3 separate regions of the Zea mays genome follow, and regions 2 and 3 are each linked to region 1. The links are chromatin contacts, called in public Hi-C maps. All regions are on one chromosome and are shown on one strand. The core of a region is the stretch at or near the end of the contact, and the rest is flanking DNA. Distances in the headings are between cores, read along the strand shown.

The links. Hi-C and Micro-C count contacts between places; a contact is called where the count stands out from the background.
Region 2: a contact with region 1 is called in a Hi-C map of ear, with 1.5 times the contacts expected there. The contact joins the promoter of LOC100194202 here to the promoter of LOC103652847 in region 1. A contact is called at or near these places in 2 of 25 Hi-C or Micro-C datasets (ear and tassel).
Region 3: a contact with region 1 is called in a Hi-C map of leaf, with 2.3 times the contacts expected there. The contact joins the promoter of IDI2 here to the promoter of LOC103652847 in region 1. A contact is called at or near these places in 3 of 25 Hi-C or Micro-C datasets (ear and leaf).

What each region holds. Positions count from the first base shown.
Region 1 is chr4:13,992,050-13,996,005 of Zm-B73-REFERENCE-NAM-5.0, forward strand. LOC103652847 (Protein kinase superfamily protein) reads left to right here and starts at 2,227. Exons shown (of 15, transcript XM_008679829.4): 1 at 2,227-2,640; 2 at 3,217-3,554; 3 at 3,640-3,846. The coding sequence starts at 3,240.
Region 2 is chr4:14,184,986-14,188,941 of Zm-B73-REFERENCE-NAM-5.0, forward strand. It overlaps LOC100194202 (Cysteine proteinases superfamily protein), which reads left to right and starts at 2,068. Exons shown (of 9, transcript NM_001139247.2): 1 at 2,068-2,267. The coding sequence starts at 2,204.
Region 3 is chr4:13,839,736-13,843,691 of Zm-B73-REFERENCE-NAM-5.0, forward strand. It overlaps IDI2 (Methylthioribose-1-phosphate isomerase), which reads right to left and starts at 1,829. Exons shown (of 9, transcript NM_001111805.2): 1 at 1,621-1,829; 2 at 1,443-1,498. The coding sequence starts at 1,686. It overlaps LOC118476879, which reads left to right and starts at 2,842. Exons shown (of 2, transcript XM_035967195.1): 1 at 2,842-3,260; 2 at 3,353-3,650. The coding sequence starts at 2,856. The coding sequence ends at 3,475.

The sequences.
Region 1 (3,956 bases), core at 977-3,476:
GTGTGGAGTGCCATGCGAAGACTTCGGTCTCTTGATCGAGTTAAGAAAAGTGAGAGGACGTAAGTTTGATCTTCGGATTCACTTGAAAGGGTTGAAAGCGACCCGGTCCCTTGGGATGCCTCAACAAAGATGTAGGTTTATTTGGAACCGAACTCTGGTAAACAAATTGTTGTGTCCTTTGTGTTTGTTCTTTGCAATTTGTTTTCCCTCTCCCTCTCTAAGTTCTCTTGCTTTGATTTTGATTCAAATCCTTAAGTGTTGCTCCCTAAGTTTACTCCGCAATCATTTTCCTTAGGAAACACATTGCAAAAAGAACTTATCTCACTACTTCGATCAACTCACCTCTTGCTCTAGTTGACTAGTTTGGGATCAAGTTTTGTTTGGAGTAATTAAATTTTAGGTTTCACCTATTCACCCAATCTAGGCAACTTTCACACGTCCTTTAGTAATCAGGGGCTCCATCATCATGTATTATCCTCTTTTTCATTTAACCTACTTGTCAATTTGATAAATCTCATCAGTTATCTAATTGCATGGTCATTATCACTAAAACATATAATTAGCGCTTAATTGCACTTATAGTTTCACTTACTCATGTTGACTCGATTGTTTCCTACTAGGTTTCGGGACCAGAAAGGTTTGGGCCCAAGGGATCTTGCAATCCGAGGCTGGTGACCTCAAGGACCTTAGGGCAATAGGAGGCTCCTAGCGTTTAAGTGTTGTTTAGTGCTTCGAGGTTTGAACTGTCTATACACCTATGCATCATAACACCACGGGACACGATGGCCTCGAGAATTTAGGCATATGAGCGCCAGGGGTATGAGGGACCTAGGGACTTACACTTATGAATGTCCCATGGCATGAGGGACCCGAGTGCCCTAAGGGCCTAGATCATTGATCATTGCCCGAGGCACAAGGATCCTCCACGACTTAGATTATTCCTCTCTAGATTGTCTTGAGGCACTATGTGCACTTGGTCCTTACTCCTTAGGCTAACTCCAAGGGCTCATAGCATCCTTCCCTAGGCCGAACATAGGGGCATTGAATGCCTCCAACTATACGTGTTCCCTATATGTAAGGGGAGATAAAATCTCCTTCTATATATACAGGAGTACTATGCTCTCCTTATGTTTAATCACACTAGTATTAATCATATTTAAGCCCCATAACTTCATAATAATGTGTATTAGGTAGTACAAATATTGTATAGTTTTTTAATTAAAAATGATAAATATATTTTAATTAACTGAGTAGTGTAAAGGGAAGCTGTTTAGGGGAGAATGGTTGGAGACAGACTATATATAGAAGGAATATTTTAAGAGGAGATAGTAAAATATATTAAAAAGTATAGATAAGAGGAGATGTATAAGGGGAATGGTTGGAGAGAGCCTTAGAGCACTCTGAGGTACGATGGGTTCGAGTCTCTTTGTGACTCTTTAGAAGGCTTAGGCCTTGTTCGATTCTTTTAGTTGCCCTTCTAAACTTTGGGAAGTAAATTTTAGTCTCTAAAATACCTTGTTTGGTTCTATGGTCTAAAACTGATTAAAGAGCATTAATTATATGTATAAAGACAAGATTACTCCTATTAATGCAATAAGTCCAGTTTTAAGAGTGGTAGTGGGATCAGACGAGGGATAAATTCCGTAAAAATGAAAGTTTAATCATTTTAGTTACTCCTTTTTGACTAAAGGACTAAATTTTATTAGGTCACTTTTAATCATCCTATTTGACAGTTTAAGGAGTAAAAGTGAATATAAACTAAAAGTGAATAGTCAAGTTTAGGGGATGGAAACCGGAGTCTTAGTTGTAGCTATTCCTTTCGATTACCTTAATGTCAAGTTATATAGCGTTATACACCTCTTCTGGTCGAGGTTTGGGACTGCTGGGAGCGTCTTCGGATATAAGACCATGTCCAACAGTTCACTCATATGATTATCCAAAACACTATTTTGCACCACCGTAGACTGTACTGTTCACAGAATGAGATTTGAATATAGATATGAGTATAAATAAACTACTAGACATAGCTTAAGAGGTGGTGTTCCTGGTTATTATGTTCAGATTTTTGAATATGTCTTGATGACTGCCTAGCGTATGTCCTTCCTTAACATTGTACACGATTTCTGCTCCACAAGATACCGATCCATTTTCACCTTTTTCCTGCAACCCTTCCTTTCCTCTCCACATCTGGCCAAACTCTCCGTGGTCGAAGCGATTAGGTGGTCAGCACCGTACAAGTTTTGGATAGAGCACGGTTTCCCCTAGCACGCGTGACGTGGCCACGCCGTTACTCCGAGTGGCCAGCATTTACTCGCACTCCTCTCCGCCGTGGTGGCTACTGGCTGGTGGCCATGGCTACGTGAGCAAGTGAGCAACGCGTGTTCCGCCGCCCCTCCGCTCCGGAGTGCAGAGACCACACAAGACAAGAGGGAGAGAGCCGAGAAAGGAAAACGAAAAAAAAAACGGCCTTTCCTTCCCCCCGCCCAAACCAAGAAAGTGAGAGCGCGCAGCGAGCCCCTGCCGGCGACTCGGCAGTCCGCACTGAGGAGTGAGGACGATTCGTTCAGCTTGCTCCCAACAAATTCGTTGGAGGACAGGGGAGGGGCGGGGTCGTCCGCCGCTGGTTCTGTAGTCAGCCAGGTGAGAGTTCCTTCGGCTGCTCGGTTCCCTTCATCAGCCGTACCTTCGCCATCGTTGGTTTGCTTCCCCACGCGTGAACCCCTCACGCTACGTCCACTTCTAATGGTCGGTAGTATCCTCCCTCTCCTACCGCCGCTGGCCGCTGCCGCCGCCGCCAAAGAGGTGGTTGCCAGGCGCGCTGCTCTGGACGACCGTGCCCGCGCCACAAGGCCGCACGCTACGCCTCTCTTGCCCGCGCCTCGGCGCCGCCGAGGCCGAACATGAAGCAAACGCCGCAGTCCAGGAGCGCGACACCGCCGCCGCTCGTGCCCGTGACGCCCTGGAACGGGCGGCCGTGGTTGGCCCTGATTCTATTAGCCAAACCCTAGCACAATCCTTGCCTATATATATGTGCTTGTACTCTTGCGTCTCCATAATCAATCTTCAATTCCTATGCTACATTGCTTACAGTAGGGAGCAGGTCAATAGAACTCTTTCTCTTTTTCTTTTTCAATCTAAAATTTAGAAATACTGTTGTAATAGTGCTCCATATTGTTCGGATGAAAGCTTGATGATGGAGGTTGCCATCTTATCCAGGTATCAGCGTTTGAGGCTAAAAAATGGAGCACTGTACAGCTTTTATATGTACTTCAGCACAGTGGCCTCACTCAATAACGACCACTCGACGAGTGGCATACCATAGATCTGCAAATTCAAGTTTCTCAGCACCCCAAAGGAGAAGGCGGTCAACACTCTATGTCATGAATGCCGCATCAACCAGTGCTCCAATTTCACCTCAAAACATAACCCAACTTCCACGGACGAACAGCACAGTTATCAAAAGTATATCCAGCGACAAACCCAGCAGTGCAATGGAGCAACTTGATATTGAACGTGGTGTCTGTATTCCGTTCCGAAAGTACACTCCTGAAATGGTACTGCAATCTGCATTCTTTTATGTTTATAGAATTGGTTTTGCTAAAAATTGTTGTTAATTGTGTTCATTTCTACAATTGCTAGGTCAGGAAAAAAGTATTGGATTCAAGAGGTTCCATACTGTCCCTTGCGAGCCGGGGAGTGGAGATAATTTGGAAACTTGGATTTTACTGGTCATCTCTTGTGTATGACTTTTTGGTTGGACAGGATGAAGAAATTGTTCCATATCGTGCCCGGCAGCTCCGTAATCTTTTATGTGATCTGGGCCCATCTTTCATAAAAGCAGGACAGGTCATAACATTTAATCTTGATTATGAAGCATACATCTGATTGTGCAATACAAATTTATTGATCCTTTCTTTACAATTGTCCTAACTTTCAGTTGGAATGGAAACCCTAAC
Region 2 (3,956 bases), core at 818-3,317, 190 kb after region 1:
GTACTCCAAATGTTCGTTCAATGTCTTTTCTAGCAGACTCTTGAACAGTGGCAAAATGTTGGGTCCTCACATCATACAGATGACAGATTGTCTTCACAAACGCTGGCCAGTCCGGATAAATACCATCTGCTAGGTAATATCCCATGTTGTAGGTGTGTCCATTGACGGAGAAACTCACTGGTGGACTATCACCATGAAGATGCGAATCGAACAGGTTAGAACGCTGAAGAACATTGATGTCGTTACAGCTACCTGGCATGCCGAAGTATGCATGCCAAATCCATAAGTCATATGAGGCAACAGCTTCGAGGATCATTGTAGGGTGTTTACCGCGACCGGTAAACATCCCCTTCCATGCAGTTGGGCAGTTACGCCACTCCCAATGCATGCAATCGACACTACCAAGCATACCAGGAAAGCCGCGTGATTCTCCAACATGGAGAAGCCTAGCGATATCAGCAGGAGTAGGTTTCCTAAGATAGTACCCCCCAAAAGCAGTTTGTATGGCAGTGCAAAAGTGTTTCAAAGCCTCATGTGCTGTAGATTCTCCAATTCGTACGTACTCGTCAACGGCATCCGCAGGAACACCGTATGCAAGGATACGTACGACAGCAACAACTTTCTGAAGGGCAGATAGGCCTAGCTCACCGGCACAGTTTGGACGTTGAACGAAGTACGGATCCACTTGTTGCACAGCAAGAACGAGACGCTCAAACACATGGCGACGCATGCGAAACCTATATTGCAAACTTTTTTTAGTACAATTGTGAAGTACGTACTATGGACGTTAATACATGTGCGTATGAATAAACATACCTCCTCCGAAATTGTGCATCCGTGTAAACCGGATGGGCGCAAAAGTAGTCGGCTCAGATTCTTGCATCACCACTGATATGGTCACGATGGATTCGAACACGACCGGGAATGGAACCAGCGTACCGACGCTCGTTAAGTGCACGACGCCTACGATGTTGGTACGTCGCAACCTCGAGCTCATGGTCTTCATCTTCCATGTCTTGTGCCATCCTAAGAAAAATATTGGAATCTACGAACCGGTCCATTGTTGTGGATGAGTGTATGCGAAGTGTGAGTGAAGTGTTGAAGTAGTGATTATTTATAGAAGGGATAGGCTTCGGAGAGAAGCCATGCGCTTGTCGTGCAGCCGAAGCTAGACAATGGCTTGTTCAAGAAGTGTCGTGGCTTACGGTGGAAGCATGTGAATTCGTAAACATTTTTTCGTACGATTCAAATATGGTGTCACGTTTTTTCCACAATAATTGCACAGAACATAAATTGCAATGTTATTTGTTTTGTACATTTCGAAATTATTAATGAACCATAGTTTTTAGATTATTATTTCAAATTTTATTGATTACAAATTTTTTAGCATCCTTTAAGTACCATTAAATGGGTACAAAACAAAGAAAACAGAAAAAGAAAAGAAAAAACAAATTCTGTTAACACTGTAGCTTTAGGGGATCGAATTTAGGGAACGTTGCTGGAGACACAGAAGATATAGAGGACAGAATCTTTTAGAGTGTCCTGTAAAGTACAGGGAATATTCCTTTAGGGGACGAAATTTAGGGGACGCTGCTGGAGACAGCCTAAATATCCCCTCCTTGTATTGTTGTAAATTTAGTTTCTAACTATGATAAAAAACCGATAAAACATAGGGAAATTTGGATCCATACCATTAAAAGATCACCACTTTGGATCCATACCATTACTATCTCACTTACATGTGGGTCCACATGGGTCAATGACATGTGAGGTCCATGGTATATATCTAAAGTTTGGATCTTTTAATGGTATAGATCCAATTGTTCCTAAAACATATGTTACAATGTATCTGAAACTTATTCTATAAAAATATGAATATAATATAGAGCTTTTGTAATCTATAACAACTTTTCAATATCCGCGTGCAGGGCGCGCGCCATGCACTTTGTCTACGTATCGCGTCACCACCGCGTTTGTCCACAGTCCACGTATCGACACCACCGCTCCAGGTGTCCTTGCACAGAAAAAGGCTGGTGTGGGAAGGAAGACGACAGCAAACAGCAAAAAGCAAAACCCGCTTCTCCCTCCTGCACTCCACTACTTGCCTTCCCGCCCGTCCTCTACTCCCCCAAATCCGCCGGGCCAAACCCTAGAGAAGGCGATCGGCATTTCCCCGACGGCGAGCGGGCGGAAGCGGACAATTATGCCCCGCTGCCGCCGCGACAAGGGGCAGGCGCTCATCGACCTCGACAGCGACGCCGAAGACGGTGAGACGTTCCGCCCCCTCGTCCCCCCCGAAATCTCCCCTTTCCCTCCGCTGTGCTGCGCCTGATGTTTCGGGCCACGTGCTGTGGCGCTCGGGGTGCTCTGCTTGATGTGCTGGCACGGTGGAGCTGCGGTTTGGTGGGCGCTGCGCTTTGGATTGTCTGTTGCCTGATTTATTGCTCTGTACCGGTTCAGATTGGCTGAAACTGAGAGGGTTCAGAGGTGTATTTTGCCTCAGATTTTGGGCTACATTCTCTCCGGCTGTTGCTGTATGTGCGGTTCGGACTTCGGAGGTGTATACTTGGATGTGATTGCACATTTGTAGGCGAACTTACTTTACTCGATGATAGTAGCGTTGTGGTGAAACAAAGTGACAGTCATAGGGTTTTTAGATTGTTGTTAATTTCAGCATTGCTATATTATTTGCCTAGTTGAAAACCTCTCTGTGTTGAAATATTATTCGAATTAAGTGCTGTTCTTGCTGTCCCTGTTTACAGTAACGTCATCTTGATAATAAAGGGATGAAAGCGTGGAAAAGGCTGGAAACAGTATCTTCTATACGAAAACGATTGCTGGTCGGGTAGAAATTTACTTGGTTGCATAATTAATCTACTTATTGTCGACCACAATACCATGTCGACAGATACTTAAAATTCAAATTTTAAATATGGTAATTTTCGGAAATGATATTGTCTTAACGGAAACGATACAATTACGATGCCTTGGTTACAGATTTTTGGTTACAGATTTTTGGTTACAGTTTTCATCTTTTTTTAATATTGCTGTTTATTGTTTTTGGCCTATAATATATGATCTAAAACCTTGTTTTGTATCTCATGAGCTGTTAGGTTAGTCAAGGATCTTTGAACATCATACAGTGTTGGAGGTCTGTCTAGAGCAGCAACCCACAATTTTGAGTGTAATATATTTGAACTCAAACAGTCAAACTATAAGATTAATTTCATCATTGCTATACTTATCTTGTTAATCTGACTCCATCTACTATCAGATTAATTTCAGTTTTATCTTGTTTATCCGACTTCCTCATCTACATGCCATGCTGAATGTTAATATGAATTTGAGTATTTTTGTTTCCTGTATGCAAACATTGGAAATGGTCTTGTTCTTTATCAATTCATTTACATATGGCTGTAATCTGAATAATTTGATTGTTTTATTCAGAATTAGAATATTTAATTTATTTAAATATATTGGAAGCATGGCACTTATGTCTCCAAAATCACAACAAAAAAAGCCACATAATCAAATTGGACCATCAAGTACTAAGTGCCCTCAGGCTGCATTGACCTCTCACAGATATGAGTAGTTAAAACATTTAGTTTGAGTTTATAGTTCGTTTCCCTTTATCTTGTTATGGTAGTTTACAAGATTTGGTCATGTACCTTGTATTTTCTCCTTTCAATTCGTTTTTTTAAATTAGGCCCTAATTGGTGTAATGGTGAATTGGAGGATACTAGTTTTCACAGTTAGTGTGAACATGACTAGTGTAATGGTAAGCTCCCCAATTGAGAGAGACACCAACCAAGGTTCAAATCCTTAGAAAAAGGCAGACCAAATATAGGAGGCGCCCACAAGTGGGTTTGGGAAGTGATAAACCGAGGCAAGCGTCCCCCTCCCCCCCTGTAAATGTGGAGAGGCTGCTTCGAACCCACGATCTGGTGACTTCTCAT
Region 3 (3,956 bases), core at 579-3,078, 150 kb before region 1:
CCTTGAGACCAGACAAGATAATTACCTTGCTTAATTAGTTTGATGCATCCCCTCTCCTTATATAGAGAGGCTTACTTGACCCTGATCCTTATTTTTATAAATACCTCCTAACAAGAATAAATGATAATCCTATGCAAAGTATCTAAGGCACTTCGCCCCTAACTGCCCATGTGACCTAACCATTAGCGTGGTTCAGACGTCTATAGGTGACGTTGGTCATAACACATGTACTAAGGCTATGGCCAGCAAATCGTGCAAAACACGGTTTTGCATGTAAACTGCACTATTTACAGAGTGGAGTTTGAAATGAGTGATGTGGATGAGTAAGCTGCTGGAGATAGTCTAAGATGTCTAGTTCAACTGGTGCTCTTGTTCTTACTATTTTGGGGACAATTGTTTTTGGAATACCCCACGTAGCTGCCACTAGGTTTAGTTATCACAATTTATTACAACACCAAACATGTGCAGATATTCTTTTGAGTAGAGAAGAACCCCAAAACCCCCATCTTCCCTCCTCTCATGCCCTACCCTTTTCCCTTCCACTCGTCAAATAACTAAAAGTTCACGGGAGCCACAACATACCTACAAAGATGTTCGGCTCTTCACGGGGCGGACAATAAGTTTGGTGGGAGTGCCCTGGATTTTACCACAATGCGCGTGGTCCGGAGCGACCGCACGAGCTCCGGCGAACAGGGAGAGCATCGCCGAGCGTGAGTATCCTTTGGCACAACCTATATGGAAACCACGACAGTTGTCTTGGGCTTTGACGAGGCAAACACGACATCCCCATGCCATGCCAGCCTCCTGCTCCACCAGAAGCGCGAAGACGCTGAGATAAAGCGCCGAGCGCCAGAAGTCCACCTCCCATATCATCTGCAAGCTGCAGCCTGCGGCATTGATGTCGCCATTCGGCCTGCTCGTGGACTCACAAGATGCCGCTGTGGCTAGCTAGACGCCGGGCTGCGGACGCTAGGCCATAGCGGCTGACGAGCAGTGGCGGTGTCAGACGCCTGGGATTGGAGCGGCGACGCTCGCGGCGCAACGCTCAAAACGACGGCCCAGTGGGCCGAGCCGTCCAGAGAGAGCCAGGTGATCGAGGGAGAAATTAAACGGGCCTTTTTCTTTGATCCGTTGGGCTACCTTGTATTGGGATCTGGGCCTACTCATCGACACACGGCACAGCCTTCACCTTTCTGGTCCAGTCCTCCCTCCTCTGTCGGCAGCTCGACAACGCCGCCTAGGCTGCCGCCGCAGCCACCGGTGGCTGGGGAAAAGAGAGGGGTGGGGTGGGGTGGGGCAGTGGCCCGTGGGTTCTCTGCTCCGGCGATAGTTGAGGCAGCTGCCCCACGCTGGCACGCTATCGTAGGAGGAGCTCCGCCTCCACGCACGCATGACAGTCAAGGACGAAGAGATGAATCGAGAAGAGAGAATCTCCGTCTCACCAGCCATCGGCGGAACTCTTGACGTCGATGTACTCCATCTCGAGCGGCAGCTTCCTCTGCGTCGAATTGAAACTAACTCAGAGTGAAAACCCCATCAAGAACTCCTATTTTCTTGGAATCAAACCCACAAAAACAACACATACCCACTTCACACCACAAGGGAAAGGAAAAGGCGCACCTGATCGAGGAGGCGGAGCGACCCACGGCTGTAAACGATGGACTGCAGCGCGTCGGATGCCGCCATTCTGGGCTGGCTTCTGGGAAGAGAACCGCCTGGATCGGGGGAAGGAAAAGTATAGGTTCGCGGGGATTTCAGGTGGCAGTGGGCAGTGGCACAGAGGGGGTTCGTAATAAGTGAGGTGCGCTGTGGCTTTGTTCGTTTGCCTCGGGATGGACGTGGCTAGGCTGGGCGAAGAAGAATGTCCCGCCACTTTGCGTTAAGGCCCTCGGTCAAATTTTATTTGCGCGTGCTCAGGGGAAGTTGACGGAACTGAACAGGGTCGGTGTGAGTGTGACGTGTTGCATGATAAATTTGCTAGAACGAATAAAAATCGAATTCCTTTTTTTTCAAAATGATGGAATTTCTTTGTACAGGAGAAACATGGAGTTTGGAATGTTTTAGAGGAAAATAAATATATATACATCATGCAACGGAAACATCATACGAATTAGTATCTCCATTTATTATTTAAAGCTGAACAGTACAAATTTACAATTACAAACATCAAATAAGAAAATTAAAGAGAGTATAAAGTAGTCTGTAGATGACGTGCAAACGGAGGCGGTAGGGAAGAGCAGGTTGTTTGACTTTCTACGAGATCATAGTTAATAGAAATGGCTTCGAGTTTGTGAATGAAGGGAAAATTCATGCCGTGCAAACAGAGGCGGCAGCATGAGTCATGCTATTCCACGCGTTCAATATGTGAGTATTTAGATGGCCGATGTGCAAAATGCGAACGGATCCAAAAGGTAGTGGAGAGAGGAATCTTTCTTTGATCACTTGAGCCATCACAGTGAAGAAATCGGCTTGCATTTGTTTATCTGCCCTGCATAAGTGAGCACGTGAAATCTCTTAGGCCCCGTTATCCTTGGAATTAAATTTTATTTTAATAATTATAATTTAGACCAAACTAATTAAGTTTATATATATATGTAATATATTTCTATATTATTCTAAATTATATGAGAGGGATAATTATATATTACATTTATGTTATAACGAAGTAAGTAAAAGAGTGTAAGTTGTGTATCGGAAAAATAGCATGTAAATCTATAGAATCAATCTTCATCTCTCACATCATGAATTTGAGATAGGCTTATATGATAACTTTGAAAAATAGTGGAATATCATATTCTAAAAAAATAGTCTATTCCATTAGTAAGATTCCAATTCCTTAAAATGAAAAGAAACAAATGGGATCTTATATCTCTTATATATACGAATCATGGGTTTGTTTCCTGCCCGTCATCGCGCCTCGTCACCAACAAATCTCGGTCATCGGAGCCTCGGCGATTAGCAAAAAAAGGCCTTGTGTTTCATCGAAATTGAACCCGACATCCAGGCGGCTCATTTACTTCATCCTTATCACCTCCGGTCTCCCTCCCTCCCACGGCCAGCGCCCCAGCTACCTCCCCTTCGGTTCTCGCCAGCCTCCACCTCTTCCAGTCTTCCTCCTCGCCTCTGGGTCCCGACGCCTTCCGCCGTCGACCAGAGCAGCACGCCTCTGCCTCGCCACCGTCGGGTCCCGCTGTCTCCAGCCACCGCCGCTCCACCTCCGCCACCTCATCACCGGGTCCCGTCGCCATCTGGTCACTGATGTGGGTTGTCCTACACCGCCCGGACATGCCCTTCTCCATTCTCCCTCCACCTCCGTCTGTTGACTGTCACCTCCATTCGCCTCAAGGTGCAGCGGCGTGGCGAGGAAGCGCGGGAGGAGTCGGTACGGCGGACGTGGAGGGCGCGGTCGCCTGGTCCGCAACAACCTGCATCCCGGGAGGCCACGAGAGAAGATAAGGTGAGGGAGAAGAAGTGAAATCCGGTCGTCATGCTGTTAGCCACGCCGTCGCATAGGGAGTGATCGATCGCAGTCGGAGTCGCAAGGAAGGGGAAAGGAGCAGCAGAGAGAAGATAAACGCGATACTGATAGTGTATTCGGTTATTCCATAAGCCTTACTATTCCTAGGGATGCCTATATCATTTTCGCGTAAGATGCTCAACCCATCATCTATTACACAGCCCACTCGGATCATCAAGCGGACGATGACATGCCTCACTCTGCGTCGTCAGTCTTCGTTCTTCTGATGGCTCTTGTCGTCGTCCAGCCCTTGCTGACTTTGCTCGATGCTGCAGTATCCCCTGGTTTCTCCTGTGTCATGGAGCTAACACCATTTTCGTCCCTTAGGTCCTAACATTCCCACCTTCTTAAGCGTCAGCTTGCCCCCCAGGCCGATGGAGAATTGTTGGTACCATCATGATTATACTCCATGGAATGTGCAAGTTCGTAATGCTGAATA